Regions from separate parts of the Mus musculus genome. Here region 2 is linked to region 1. The links are chromatin contacts, called in public capture Hi-C maps. All regions are on one chromosome and are shown on one strand. Each heading gives the region's core, a stretch centred on a gene start, on an enhancer-like site or on the middle of the called end of the contact. The rest is flanking DNA. Distances are from core to core; before and after follow the strand shown. Region 1 overlaps Gm36235 (a long non-coding RNA gene). Region 2 has its middle 110 kb from the start of Lpin1.

Evidence for each region. Capture Hi-C pulls out chosen DNA fragments and counts their contacts.
Region 2: a capture Hi-C map of embryonic stem cells shows a contact between it and region 1, with 2.1 times the contacts expected there. The contact joins two enhancer-like sites. A contact is called at or near these places in 2 of 115 datasets of contacts at active chromatin or transcription factors (embryonic fibroblasts and fibro-adipogenic progenitors) and 1 of 9 other capture datasets (embryonic stem cells).

Annotation. Positions count from the first base shown.
Region 1 is chr12:16,007,880-16,010,580 of GRCm38.p6, forward strand. All of the region lies in intron 1 of Gm36235 (a long non-coding RNA gene), which reads right to left. Among named protein-coding and RNA genes, the nearest start is that of Gm36235, 6.3 kb to the right of the region's middle. Within about 2 kb of position 1,347, at least 111 of the 459 cell types and tissues checked have an H3K27ac peak or open chromatin away from gene starts, as enhancers often do. A contact at or near this core is called in embryonic stem cells, where this site is marked.
Region 2 is chr12:16,476,385-16,479,085 of GRCm38.p6, forward strand. No RefSeq gene overlaps it. Among named protein-coding and RNA genes, the nearest start is that of Lpin1, 110 kb to the right of the region's middle. Within about 2 kb of position 1,352, at least 13 of the 459 cell types and tissues checked have an H3K27ac peak or open chromatin away from gene starts, as enhancers often do. A contact at or near this core is called in embryonic stem cells, where this site is marked.

The DNA of each region.
Region 1 (2,701 bases), core at 97-2,596:
CACAGAGCTAGAGATGGAGAATTGGGCATTAAATTCCTTTTGTCTTAATGCAATACCTAACAGGAAGGAGAGGAGGAAAGCACATCATGGCCAAACAAGAGGAGTGGCATTTCCAGAGCAGAACAAGTTTGAAAAGAGAATCCCAAGCCCTACAAAACCAAAGAAAGTTTTTGATATAAAGCAAACCATGGCTGCCATGCTATATTTGCCCCTGCATATGTGAAACCACCATTTACAGAGGACAGTTAAAATATTTCCAAGCCCTGTCATCTGTTTTCTTTTCCTTGGACTATTGATAGTTCTTTTGACAACTCTGGGACCCACTGACTTAAGACTAGTGGCCCTGGAGAATTATTATTGGTGAACCTCAAACCAGATACCTTATGTGGAAGTAGTCACCAGGGGAGGGATGGGTGGCATCTACATGCCAAGGCACAAGGTTGAATCAGCAAAGATCTCTCTCTGATCTGTATTCTTATGTTTAGACATAAAGCCCAGACAGACAGTGTGACACCTGTCTTTCACACCAGAAAACCAGGGTCTAACATCTGCTCTGGTGGCTTCATTCTGACTTGTGGCTTTGAGCTGGCTAGTTCCTTCCTCTTTTCAGCCTCTGGGTCTTACACTCTGAAGCCTTCCACCAGCCACCAAGCCTCTGATTGCTTTTGCGCCTCTCCATCTTCTAATTTCGATTTTAGATCTCCTTTGCAAGTTTGCATGGCATTTCTTTATCCACATACTTCCTGTAACATGTTTCTCGAGATTTTTCATTCGTGGGTAGTTATCTACTGATCTCGCCAGCAGGAAAGACCTTCACAGAGCTTCCTATCTTAAGTGCATTTAAGGTTTAATGTACAGGGGCTCTTCCCCAAGGAAGACTTCACAAACAAGTCACAAGTTTGTGCAGGACATTTCTAGACCTCCTGAGAAGCCATCTAGACAGACTGTCCCTCAGAGATAACTATTATCAAATGCTCTTCTTTCCTATCCTTAACTGTGCTGAGATCCTGAGATGTTACAGCCCATCCCCCACCCCAAAGAGAGTATAGTAGGAAGTGTGTACAAAAGTGTGTACTTAAGCCCCCACCTCCCACCTGCCTCTGACACTCAGTCTCTGAGCAGGCTTGAGGTGGTCACTTCTGAAGGAAGTGCTGAGGGGGGGTTGGGTGGCTAATCCCATTGTATCAGCTTTCCTGGGAAGTAATTCACACAAGCATACAGTTATATTAATTATTAACTGCTACATTTCAGCCCCAGGATACCTGCTAGGCAAATTCTCTACCAGAGAGCTATGCTCTCCTCTTCTGAATTTTGCTTTCAGAGACTGAGCTGTTTACCTCTGCCAATTAACATGTTACTACGTCATCTCCTTCTGCCTCTTTTTGGTATAGTTTTGACTGTGTAGCTGGCTTAAGCCAAGCTTGTAGTCACACCAGGCCTGCTGGGCAGCACTGATTTGCAAACCCTGGTCTCTGCTAGCTTTTGGAATGAGTAGCCCTGACCTTCTCATGCCTGTTCAGCTAGTGTGGGGCAGGAAGGGGAAGGGTGGAGGAGAGTTCCCACCCTTTCCTGCATAACAACACAGGACCTCAAACGTGCACCCGCTACCCAAACAGCCAACAAAAGAACACTGTCTTCATGTGCCTTGTGTTTCTCCTTGCCCAAGTCCTCACATGAAATCATCCTTTAAATCCTTAAATTGTGCTTTTTAAAAAGGCTCTTTCAACCAGGCAAAATTGCCTCATTATTTGCAAGAATGTATCCACAATGCAAAAATAGTATATGAAAGAAAAGCTGCATCAATTAATATCCACATCTTACTCAGCTCTAGACAATAATTGCTAAAAAGAATGATTTCTACTAATTTAACATATTATCTGGGGTATGAAGAATCTTTCCTCCATATGGAGAGAAAAGAAGCACTCAGATTGGTCTGAGCAGTCCATGAGCCTTCTACCTGGCCTTTGTATTGTTATTATCATTATTATTATTATTTTAAATAACCCTGCTTATTATACTTCAAGAGGTTCCAGACAAAAAATTAGCAAGTTGTCTGCTGATGAATCACTGACAGCAAAGGCTGCAGACAGTGGAAGCAGCTGCCACACTTAGGGAAGACCTAGCAGATTGCAGGAAGGGAGCCAGAAAGCCCCAAGAATTGCCTCTTGGAGGCCTGTTTGACTTTCTCCAGCTTGCACTATTCAGTTTCCTCACCAGGACACTGGCGAGAAGGCTCTGCCGCAGATGTCTCTGGAGCTGTAGATTGGCATTTGGACATTTCTCCGTGTCTCCTGATGAAGCCAGGACTTGGCTACGGTGGTTCTCACAGGAGTGCACACAGGCAGGAGGACCCTGGTATGCCATGGCTTTCTCCTTCCTAACTTAGCTTTGTTTCCAAAACTCAGCTTTAATGACTGAATTAATTTACTATGTGCAGGGAGAAAGTCGCAAAGCCTGCCATTACAACCCACTTGCATCCCCAGTTCATGCCCTGTGCCCTCTCCTTCCCACCCAGCTTGCTCAGATTTCACCGAAAGGAGACACTCCTCCCCAACCGGAATCGCCTAAGGCAAGCTCACTGTGTGGGAATAAAGATGAGTGTGGCTCTTTCCCTATGCAGCAAGAGAAAAAGGAAGAGAGATTCTTTATCCCCCACACTGAGGAAAGCGCGTTAGTGTTAACTGTTACAAGAGCTCCTGTT
Region 2 (2,701 bases), core at 102-2,601, 470 kb after region 1:
GGACAGAAACAAGGCAAGGTCTTGTGGCTCATCCAGGGATTTTGGAGAAGGAAAAGCTAATTCCAAATATGATATTCATTTTCTGTTCTCAATGAGCAGAGTTATGGTAGAAAAATTATCACTAGCAACTGAGGAGTCAGTGGAGGAGGGATTCCCATTCTGCCTTGAAATTGAAGCCTAAGAAGTGAAAATTACTCCCTGGATTCTGGGACCTTCTCTGGCCGCACTTGACCTGATCCCTCCTTCTGTTGATATTCAGTGTCTCACCTCTTCTTTCATTTCCATGCTAATGAGTCATCCCCAGATCACCTCTTCCCTTCCCTCACCCAAAAGCCCTGCTGACTGCTTAGAGCCTGCAGAGGCTTTTTCTCAGTGAGACACATTATCCAGCCACTTTAATTACTCTTTTCTTTCTCCTCAGTGACCTGACCAGAGGCTGAATGCTACCCCATATTTCTCTATCCATCATTTTAACTACTCCACAGTTGCTCATAAGTGTCCTCTGCTCTGTTCATCACTGAAGTACCCAGGGCTTTCTGAATAGCACATAAACTCAACCACACTTGAGAATGAAGGATGTATAAGCATCCCGCTTTATAACCTTAGCCTATAATAAGAATGCTAGAAATTACAAAGAGCAGAACTGGAGGGAGGGATCAAGGAAGGGAAGGAGGGAGGGAGAAACAGAGACAGGGAGAATGACAGAATGATATTATATGCTTTCAATTTGGAAACGATAATAAGAAAAAGATCACCTGTCTATTTGGTGGAATGGAGAGTGGTGAAGGGGAGGCTGGAGGGAACCAAACCAGAAGGGTCCGCAGGGCTCTCCTTTGCCTGAAAAATGTTGTCATAGACAATACTAAAACTAAATCACGTTGTGTTTGGGACAGAACCTTGTGGCTGTATTTGAGAGCTTAGAGATCCCCCCCAGAGCTAATTCTAGGTGTTTCACCACATTCCTTCTGCCCTCACCACACAAGGGGCTGCACCACACAAGGGGCTGTGTGAAGAGATGTGAAAAGGCAGAGATTTGAAGGTAACATGCATGGCATGACAGATACCAAAGCCCACATAGGAGGCTCTCTTAGCCTTTGTTGAAATCCAACACTCCTATGCAACCCTTCCAGATTAGTTTAGGATGGTCCTGTGACTTGCTTTACCCTGTAAGGCATCAGCAGCATAACAAAAGCTAACCAGAGAGGCTGTTTAGGGTTTTCTATCTCATAACTCAACTGCCTTAGTATTGGAAATGTGAGCCATTCTCCCCAAGAGGTTACATGGAGGACAAGAGAAACCAGCTCACAGGCAGAAATGCAGATGAGGTCTCACTGAACCATTCCATATCAATGGAGCAACCAAATGGCATGAGTGGCCCCACCCCAGATTAGCTAGCCAAGGCAACCTCAGCAGATGAGTGTGTAAGGCGGTGGTGCCCACATCAGCTGAGTCACAAGCTATTAGGCAGCAATGGGTGATTAAAAAAGTCTGAAGCTACTCAGAGAACATAAACACCACAAAATCAGCATCGTGAACTAGGAACAACACATATTGTAATGCTGATTTAATACCAGCCAAATACCCACAGCAAGCAGAAATATGACAGTGAAATATTATAAATACTGCCATGGAAGCTGTAATAAAGGCTTACTGTGCCAGCAGTATATGAATATGTATTGGGAGTCTTCAATAACCCTAGCAATCCAGACAAGAAATAAAAGGTATATGAATTTAAAAGTGAAAAACACCTGTTTGTAAACAATGTGATTGTCTGTATATTGAAAAATGGCCACCCAAGATATCCATGCTCTAATTCCCAAAGCCCATGATAATTACTTTGCCTGTTGCCACTGTGAGTAATTCAAGGGTTTCCAGTTTGAGCCATTAGTCAGGGTTATCATGGGCTTGACCTGACCCATTGTAATCATGGGTGCTTATAAGAGGGCTAAGGGGAATGCCAGGGCCAAAAAGTGGGAGTGGGTGGGTAGGGGAGTGGAGGGGAGGGTATGGGGGACTTTTGGGATAGCATTGGAAATGTAAATGAGGAAAATACCTAATAAAAATATTTTTAAAAAAGAGGGCTAAGAAACCAAAAGAACAAGAAGCTGGGGTGATGTGAAGCAAGGATCAAGAGCCAAAGAATCCTGGTAGTTTCTATAAGCTAGACAAGACAAATACACAGATTACAGATTCTCCCTAAGAACCCTGAAAAATAAGAGCCCTGCTATGTATGCAGCCTAGTGAGAAGTTGATATAGCCTCCAAAACCATAAGAGAGGAGACCTGTATCATTTTAAGTCACTAAATATATAGTATTTTATTACTGTTCCCATAGAAAACCAATATAGTTTCTACAGAAATTTCCAGAAAGAATTTATAGACAATAAAACTGTAAAGGAAGACCAAGAGGGTTGTTGGCTACAAGTCCAATATACAAAAAAAAGAAAGAAAGAAAGAAAGAAAGAAAGAAAGAAAGAAAGAAAGAAAGAAAGAAAGAAAGAAAGAAAAGAAAAGAAAAGAAAAGAAAAGAAAAGAAAAGAAAAGAAAAGAAAAGAAAAGAAAAGAAAAGAAAAGAAAAGAAAAGAAAAGAAAAAGAAAGAAAAAGAATTTGTCTCATATACCTGCTGTGGACTAGAGAATACAATGATGACAGCCAAAATGTTTGTGAACAAAGTTTAACAAATGTATGGAAAATAATCAAA